Regions from separate parts of the Zea mays genome. Here all the other regions are linked to region 3. The links are chromatin contacts, called in public Hi-C maps. All regions are on one chromosome and are shown on one strand. The core of a region is the stretch at or near the end of the contact, and the rest is flanking DNA. Distances in the headings are between cores, read along the strand shown.

Region 1 (3,186 bases), core at 661-3,160, 160 kb before region 3:
TATATACGATCTGTTAGAGACATGCTTATTTTACCTCGGTTGAACTTGAGAGAGCACAATTTTTCGATTTTGGAGATTTTTAGTATCATGTTCGGTTCCCTTGCTAGTTCGAATGCTCCGCTATATCCATCGATCACTATCGAAAATATACACACATTGTTTATGCTCGTGAGGTACTTGTTTGCCATTTTCGATATCTGAATCGTTTGGCTGAAATTTTAAAAAGCAAACCAAGATCATAGAGAGAGAGAGAGAGAGAAATATTATCTCTCACCCTTTATTTTGTCGCCAGCCTCCGCTGAACCATCGTGCATTTTGACGGACACATTTCGGTCTGTCTGTCACCTAACTCTTCCCACCTGAGTTTTATATTATTTAACTGGAGATGCACAGTCCTTGCCGGGAACAACGCTGTCTCCATCACTCCAGTCTCCAGGGACAGCTTTTCTGAATAAAGGCAACAGTAAACTAATCGCTGAACTTTGCCTAATAATGCACCTCCTAACCCATGGCCATGGGTTATTAGGAACAAAAAATAAAAATCTAGGTTCGTGATGGGAATTGGTCGGCGCGGGAGGATCCTTTCAGCGCTGATTCAGACAGACGGATGGGCACGCACATTCCAGAGCGAGAAGGGGTGGCAGGTAGGTGGCGACTTTGCGCTGCAAAGATCCACGGCGCTGACATGGAGCTGCGTAGGCTGTGAAAGCAAGCAGGCAGGACATGCCCGCCAACCGCCATGGTTGGTCTCCATCGATCATCCGTGGCTAGCTAGCTACCTTGACACTTCACGAAATAAAGTGGTGCTTTATTGTTTATTATTTCGCGAAAAAGAGAGATCTTGCCGGCCGTGGACGGGGAATGAACGGGGGGTGGCCAGGCCAGGCCAGGCCATGGATGCAGCGACAGGAGGCCTTCTCGCCATCGGTTTCTGAGCCCGATCAAGCTGTCCCCTCTCGCCTGTCCCGGCCGGGCCGGGGAGGCTTAGCCCGGAAGCAAGGGCCGGAAAAGGTGGCGGTTTATCACGAGTAAACTAGAGCCCGGCCGGTCCCGGTTTGCGGAGTGAAAACGATGATCACTCGGCGCACCTGCATTCTGATGATGCAATGAAAAGCAAAAAAAAAAAAAAAAAACATATAGATGGCCCTACAGCTACAGGTCTCCGCGCGCGCGCGACCCCGGTTGCTGGTGTGGTGACATGGACATGGTTGCGTGCACGGCTCTCAGCTCACGCGCGCTCAGGTTAACGTCAGTGACCGGCTGGCAGCTGGGACGACCGGGAGCAGGCCCGGGGGTGGGGGTGGGGGTGGCGAAGCTTCTTCCGGGATGGCGAGAGGGCCGGCGGCGACCTTTCCAGCCGCAGGCGTCAAACGCCGGCCTCTGGTGGGCGGGCCCGACGTACGAGCGCGCGGTTCTGTGTGCGGTTGTTTACTGGATCGGAGGAGGAGATAATGTTAGTTAAGCCGAGTTCACCAATGGGGTCAGGTTTCTTGGTCCAGAACGAACAGCCTCTGCATTTTGCTAAGCCTGGCATCGGTGTCATGCGCACGCTTGCAGCGGCCAGGTTAGGAGTAGACCGTGTTATTTTCGGAATATTTTGGATTGAATGGCCCAATATTTCAGTTGGGGCATGTTTGAAGGGGCGGAAAAAATGTTTCAGTAGGAGTTCGTGCGTGCAGGAAGCCGTCTCGCGGTTTCGGACATGGAAAGGTCGTGGACGTGGGCGGGTGGGGTGGGGAGGATTTGATTTCGTTTTGTTTCCGGACTAGTTACGATTTTAGTGGACCCTGTTGGGAGAAAAAAAAAATGAAAATTTCAGAAGAGGAGACGATGGTGCATGTACCGTACGTGCTGTGTCTGGTACATGCGCCGTGGTTCGGAGTTGCATGTGAAACTTGTGCACCGTCTGCAGGTCACGGGCATGCAGTACATAAGTGGAGGTAGTACACAAGTGTGTCTGTGTGTGGTACCCGGTGCATCTCTTGTGCGTACGTGCTCCAGGACCTGGACCAACGACGACCAACATGTCTGCCCGATTTTTTATTTTAGTCTTTTTTAATAAATATTGCATGTTTACACTTATGGTATGACTATTGCAATGTTACTCTATACGTTTCTTTTCATTTATCACGTTTTAGTTCAAAAATAGACTAGCGACTGACAAATATTCGAGAACGGAGATAATAAGATTTTAGAGGTAGCTACCGTGGCCTATGACATCGAGGTTACATGATATCACGTCACTGATGACGTATATGTCAACATGTCTCTAACGTGTGGCAATACCTAGGTGTCATAGGTTAACACTGAGCTCCAATTTAAACCACCACATCTAGACCTAGTTTTCTAGCTGAGGCGGACCTGATTTGTTTATCATCTATCTCCGTCTCTGTCTCCCCAATCCATATAACCTTCTCTAATCTATTGATTCAATCTTGAAAGCTTGGATTTTATCCGTAGATCTCCGAGAGCAATGTATCATCCTTTTCCAAACCTGTTCACTAGCCTATAACAAAGTTCGGAAGATAAAACATATAAAGAATATAACACAATATAAATACGAAAACTTAAATATGATAGAGATACAAACTCTCGTTGATGAGCCAGTGTGTTCACCAAGATATTGAGAAACACACAAAATCTTCCACCTAATCCTTGTTAGAGCCCACACAAGGGAATGCCGATACGAGGGCCAAGCCCCTGGTTAGGTAACTCCATTGAAAACCTCGGAACTTCTCCACATGTAAGTGGTGCTCCGACTTCAAGCTCTCCTAGATGCTCTCCATCGCCTCCGCTATCGAATTTCTGGTTGAATCGGCACGGGCCTTGTTCCGTCCAATATACGATGGCGGGCACACCGTGAACGCAATTGGTGTAACATAGCATGATTTACGACCCATCTCTGTAGTACTACAATGCCACGCGCAAGCATCAAGAGACACAATCCATCTGTTTGGTTGGTGTACATCGGCATGCAACCGCACCCGCGGAGTCTTAAAGCAACTTTTGTTTGGTTCACTTCACTTCGTATACAGGTTGAACGGATGCAAATCACAGGGGCAGCCAGGCTCCAGCCGTACGCGGCCCACGAGCGTACACCGACATGCAGCTGCTGCCTGTGCAGACGCACCCAAACCAAGACACATGTGTTTTTATGTTTTCTATTATATTTCATAATTAAATTAC
Region 2 (3,037 bases), core at 433-2,932, 200 kb after region 3:
AAACCAATGACAAAGATGAATCCATGTTTCTTACTTGGAAACTCCGAACAAACACCACTAGCATGAGGCGCTCGCGTTGGCATCGCTCATCGACGACGAAAAGAAGCTTGGCGACTACCAGTTCGACCTCTGGAAGCAGTCCTACGTGGCCCGTGGCTGCATGCGCCGCCGTGTACGGCAAGCTCCAGCACAACCGCCGCTTGGACGCGGTCCAGAGCGGCTGCACCGCGCTGTCCATCGTCAAACTGGGGGACCTCATGGTTGTTGCCAATGCCAACGACTCTCGGGTTGTTCTGGGCACCGCAACCGACGACGACACCATCACGCCGTCCAGTTCATCATCCACCTGAAGCCCAACCTGTCACATAAGTCGCTACTGACCGGCCATGAATTCTTATGCGCTAGGATGACGGACATTGCTGCTGTTGTGTGAGTGTCCTCGAACAAGATGTATGTAGAGGAGTAGCACATCCGGTGGTGCAACGACCAGATGTACTACCTCGCTGATGAGCCCGAGGTGCACTTCATTTGGCAGCCCAACCAAGAGTCATCCGTACTCACCATGTCGTGCGCATTCGACGACTATTATATCAAGGATTATGGCGTCATCTAGGCGCCGGAGGTGACGCAGAGGAGGACCGACAACAATGACCACTCGCCATCGTCGGGGTAGCTTTTGTGCCGGTCTGCCTTTAATTCTCTTCACAAACACACACTTGCCTTTTTTTGTTTAAGCAAGCGTGTATGGTGGTGCGTGTCTGATGACTAATGATGTACGACAGAACTTCTACCGGCAGGTGTGATATGTGCTCTCCAATGATGAGACCATGCAAATCGTGACATATATCAAAGTCTGCATGACACTGATGGTTGCAATGTAGTAGTAAAACAGCTAAATTAAAATAACAAAATTTATGTATGGCTAGGATCACAAATGGATTATGAAACATTTTCTTATAACAATATAAGACACATTTTGTATATAAATTATCATGGTATTATATGTTCTCGTTGCAACGCACGGGTACTCACCTAGTTTAATATTAGATCTCTTGGAGGGTCTATAAAGGGTTATTTTAAAAAATACAAAAGACAGACTATTTGTCAAGATTCTGTCTCTTCACCACCATACATGTTGTCTCTTAGCTATATTTATGACCTAACGTTTCAGTGTTGTATTATACAGTGTCTTAACTATCTATTGTACTTGGGAAACCAAATCAAAGTATGAGGATTGTACATACTCTTAGAACTTATTTGTTTAATGCTAATACATGTGGATTAAACCGAATTAAATCAATTTAAATTTATAATAAGTCAAAATCCCATCCGAACTAAGGGTGTGTTTGGTTTGGCTTTTGGCTTTGACTTTTGCCCCCTAAAAGTCAAACCAAAGGGCTGAATCTGGAAAGCAATTTTTTCTAAAAGCTGACTTTCTTGTAGTGCAAAACTGAAAGCACATCTGGACCTGCTTTTAACAGCTTTTAGGTGGAACTGTGAAAATATATATGGAAGAATTTTTAGCGACTTTTAGTGGTTTCCACCGAACGATTTTTAGCTTTTTAGCAGTTCACAGCCTACAACAGTTTTTTTCACAGCTTACAACCCACAACAGTTTTTTTTCACAGCTACAGTCCAACCAAACAGACCCTATACACCACGCAAGACGAGGATTTTCCGTGAATTTCCCCAATTGCACGAGGCGGCCTCTCTATCGAGTATCGACTGGACAGCACAGTCTCACCTGTCGCGCCGCTGTTGTGTGATTGGTGGTCGCGGCGGCCGCCTTATTTTTATTCCGCTTCCCCTACTAATGCATTACTACTAATCCAAAGAATCCTTCGGTTTTGTATTCTACTCCGCTTCCTTTCGTCTTCCCCTTCGCCCCTTTCTCTCTCTCTCTCTCTCGCGTGTTCTCGCGTCGCCGTCGCCGCTGGTGCGAGATGGTCGAGACGAGGCGGAGCGCCGCCGCGAAGCGCCCGGCGGCGGGGGAAGAGGATAAGGGGGCGCCGGCATCGCCTGCATCGGCTCCCGCGGAGAACGCGGGGGCGGGTCCGAGGGCGGGTGACGATGTCGCGTCGTCGCAGCCCCCGAAGCGAGCCAAGGTCCGGATCTCCCTCCATCCCCCATGCATGTAGCCCCTTCAGGTCTCTGGTTTTGATCTGGTTTTTGTTGTTATTGCGATCTCGCTGGTGGTAGGTTGGGTGCACGGAGGCGGACACCGAGAAGCCGTTGGTGGCGCCGGCAGAAGTCGGCACCGTTGCGGGCCCACTGCCCAACACGGCTGGTCTGCAGGCGCTGACCGGCGCCATGGACAAGCTGGAGGCCCTCTTGAGGCCCAAGGAGGGTCAGTCCAATCCGGCCGGTATGAGCCTTGTCCCTACGATGTGCCTACGGCGTTCTTTCGGTTTTTGGCTTCGGGCCTTAGGGTTTGATGAGTTCCCTTGTTTGTGTAGGGCATAAGCGGGGCACTAACGATAAAGATATAACGGCGAAGATAAAGAGAGCCATGGATTTATCGGAGGATTTATCAGCAAAGATAAAGAAAACCAAGGATAATGTGGCTGGGATATTGAATAAGCCACAGGCGGCAGCCACCAGCAGGCGTCAGGAGCCCTGGTGCAGACTAATTTCACAATATACCATGGTGCGACTTCTCTTCTGTCTTTTCACTTCTCTTTCAATTAGTAGAACTCACCCATGATCTCTCGTGCTTTGGATGAGACCTTAATTACCAAAAACTACATGGCACATGTTAATCGTTCTTTGTAATTGCTATAGAAATACCATATAAAACCTCATATCAGAACTCAGGAATATGCAATACTACCTTGAACCTTACCTGTTCTCTATCTGCTCTGAGTCTTGTAACTTTAAAGAAAGCACCATCCAACCCCATTCAGTTGCAATATACACAGATACACTTTCTGTTTACTTTCTGTTTGTGGAAAAATAATTTCATACATAGTTCTATCTCAGTGCCAAGGTTATTAAGATGTTTTGTGCTTCATTTTTGCTTTATTGGATAGGCTGTATG
Region 3 (3,216 bases), core at 431-2,930:
GACACCGGCATGAGCCTATACTCATTAATAGCCCAAAATATTTTTTCCTTCACTCGGGATAAATCTTGTGTTATCGAGTTCTTGCTTTTTTCATCCTTTGTGTTTCATCATTAGGAAGCAATGTGTCAGTGTCTCGACCCGAGGGTCTTACCAACCAGTGAAATAATGCAGCGTGCCCTGACCCAGACGGGTGATGCAAAATGACACAAGTTGTTTTTATCCTGGTTTGGGTGAGACAAAGCCCTACTTCCAGTGGAGGGAGGATGAGACTTATATTACTTGCACTAAAGTGCTTGCAGTAGGGAGTACAAGTTGATCGCGAGAGGGAAAGATCCCAAATCCTTAGAGTTGATCGAGGCAAGTGTCAATATCGTGGTGGAGGTGAGAACCGTGAAGTGTTCGGCTGCCTACTTGAAGCCATGGTCAGCCTTATTTATAGCCTCAAGGATGACTGCTAGGAGTACCCGGGCTGGCCGCGTATGGCGAGGAGGCAAGTCTGAGCCCCTGTACGCTTTCATGGAACTTTAGGTAGTGTAAGATATAAGGACTTCTCATCATGTTTATATTATCGAATCAAACTGAGTGTCAACAGGGTGGTTTTCAAACAAGATTTATAGCCAAATGCACGTGTAATAGGTGAATGCCTCATGACGTGATTATTACTCGATGGATGGAATGGAGTTCTTTCTTATCTTTCTTCTTTTCTTTTTTCTTTTTTCCTTTTTCATAACTTCCAAGTTCCATGCATATCCTTCTTTTCTTATATAACATCGAGAGATATTCGGATAAATTCATGGCACACCTTTATGAGGTCGTTTATTTTGTGGAACCTGTACATCAGACATAACACAGTAACACACGAGACACGACATACACAAAGGACTGAAAATCAACTATAGGAGACACCGAACACCTCACCAGTTACGACACTCAGAGAAGCTACAACATGGAAAGAAGTCAGATATAAGACATCAAACGTATCTAATGAAGCACGAGATAGTGTACCCGATATGACACTTAGAGAGCATGAAAAATGCATACCAGACATATCCAATGTGGAATCCAGTGGTGCACCAGATCCCAAAACGACTTAACGGTCGTCAATGGCTAAGTACAACGGTTAGCTGGCATGGTATGTCCGATGCACCACCAAACATATCCGATGCAACTTGACACACTGATAGGACTGACAATTTTTCTAACAGATAATTTTGACATGACGTCAAACACATCCCCTTAATTTGATCCCGCTCCTGATTCGAGCAGGACTTAGGTTTTATTTTTGTTAAAAAGAGGGATTTAGGATATATTTAGTTCAACTTTACGAACCAGGTTCGCTACCCAAAATCTAGAATCCTAACCAAACTGGTACAAAAGCAGAATATATTTCTAAAAATCCATATATTTCTCTAGTTTAATTTAGAACCACCCTCCAGATTTTTCAAATTCCTACCATCTATGTTAATAAGCTACCATATTCTTACCAATTCTACCAAATCTATAGTTAACAATTATTTTAACCAAACATATTTTAGCAATCTCACAACAAGTCAACAACCGTCAATTAGCAACCGTTTTCTTACACCTCATACCTAGCTAGAATCATTTTTTTAAAAAAAGCTATGGCTAGCCAACCTCAATAGCCCACCTTTTGAAAGCCCACGAAGCCCACATTATGGATCACTCCATTCATCGCCGGAGTCCCGACCAAATTATCCACACACGCGCCTCGCCTCCCACTCCCCCGAACTCACACGCCGCGGCGGAGCACCACCGCGGCCGCCCACCATGACCTCCGCCTCCACCTTCCTCTCTCTGCGCCTGCCCACTCCCTCCCACGCCACTTCGTCCCTTTCCTTCCCCCCGTCTCTGCTCCGGCAGGCGCGTGGCGGTGTGGCGTCCTCGACGCTGGTGGCGCGGGCGGCAGGGCCAACGGGAGCGGCGGGAGCTCCATCGCCGCTATTCAACCCCCGGGGAGACCCGTTCCTGTCTACCCTCGCAGCCGCCTCACCGGAGGACCTTGCGGCCGCCGCTGGTGGCGAGCGCCGTGGAGAGGACCACCTGCCGTTCCTCGAGATCTTCCAGAACACCAAACTCATGGCCTCGCCCGCGCAGGTGAGGCTTCCGCGCTTGTATCGTCTGCGGGAATGGAGCTGCTGTTATTTGTTATGAGGCTGGTTGCGGAAAGAGGGGAAATTATGGGTTGAACTCTTTCGTGTATTTCTATCATCAAATTGAGAAAAATATTATAGCTTCCAGATTCACAGTTCTCATAGTAATTCTCCATCCGAAGCCTATCATTAGCAATTCTGAGTTCCACACTACCCGGCATGTTAAATTAGGTTGGCTATTTACGATATTAGAGGTACTAACTTATTCACATGACGACATATCAATCACGACGCAATTTCAAAGGTGTTGCTGTGCTAATATTTCCATGTGTACATTTGCTTCCTGTTATCTGCTGTATGCACCTTGATGATCTTTGGTATTTGTAGTATATACGAACTGCACTTCACTTAACCATACATTGCCTCTGCTTTGTAATTGTCAGGTGGAACGGTCTAGCAGCTCGTATAGTCAGCACAGACCTAGAAGGCCTCCTCCAGATTTGCCTTCATTGCTTCTTCACGGCCGAATCGTTTATATTGGCATGCCGGTATAATCTGCACCAATATTCTTGATGCCAAGTTTCGTTTCATGTTATTACTATGCATCCATGGACATCAGTCATGGTAAAACATAAACATTAGGGTGCTTAGCTAGGCTGGATAAACGATCTGACTTGGTGTTAAATTAAGAGCTATGAAATAGCAAATGCATGATTCCACAGGTTAGACCATTGTAGCCAGTATAGTTTGTATTTCGAATATCAACTCCTTCCACATTCCACATGACATGAGCAAAGAAGAGAAATTCCTATGAGCTCTGGTGGCCAAAAGAGGGTAAAAATGTATGAACAAAGAAGATAGATTCCTATGAGTTTTGCGCCCCTCGACGAACAATAGCTGCCCGGTTAGGCCCCCAAGCCCATTCGAGTCGCAGAGGAGCTTCATCTGCACTGCCTGGTTGAATGTGACGTCGTCCTCGAACAGGGCGAAGGCACTAGCCGGGGTGGACAACATCTCGCTAAATGACTCGATGCAGAATCAGACTTGTTCGTCGAGGGCGTCGGGGTGGTAGTTTGGGTCAGGCCTCGTGTGGACCCGCATCTCA

The links. Hi-C and Micro-C count contacts between places; a contact is called where the count stands out from the background.
Region 1: a contact with region 3 is called in a Hi-C map of bundle sheath, with 2.5 times the contacts expected there. The contact joins the enhancer-like site here to the promoter of LOC100282645 in region 3. A contact is called at or near these places in 2 of 25 Hi-C or Micro-C datasets (bundle sheath and ear).
Region 2: a contact with region 3 is called in a Hi-C map of leaf, with 2.0 times the contacts expected there. The contact joins the promoter of LOC103634735 here to the promoter of LOC100282645 in region 3. A contact is called at or near these places in 7 of 25 Hi-C or Micro-C datasets (bundle sheath, ear, endosperm and 2 more).

The regions. Positions count from the first base shown.
Region 1 is chr1:58,508,960-58,512,145 of Zm-B73-REFERENCE-NAM-5.0, reverse strand. No RefSeq gene overlaps it. Among protein-coding and RNA genes, the nearest start is that of LOC118474591, 3.3 kb to the right of the region's middle. Within about 2 kb of position 1,910, at least 18 of the 20 cell types and tissues checked have an H3K27ac peak or open chromatin away from gene starts, as enhancers often do. A contact at or near this core is called in bundle sheath and ear, where this site is marked.
Region 2 is chr1:58,152,490-58,155,526 of Zm-B73-REFERENCE-NAM-5.0, reverse strand. It overlaps LOC103634735 (AAA-type ATPase family protein), which reads left to right and starts at 1,682. Exons shown (of 28, transcript XM_008657320.3): 1 at 1,682-2,105; 2 at 2,200-2,365; 3 at 2,457-2,647. The coding sequence starts at 1,944.
Region 3 is chr1:58,352,451-58,355,666 of Zm-B73-REFERENCE-NAM-5.0, reverse strand. It overlaps LOC100282645 (ATP-dependent Clp protease proteolytic subunit), which reads left to right and starts at 1,680. Exons shown (of 10, transcript NM_001155553.2): 1 at 1,680-2,115; 2 at 2,555-2,659. The coding sequence starts at 1,789.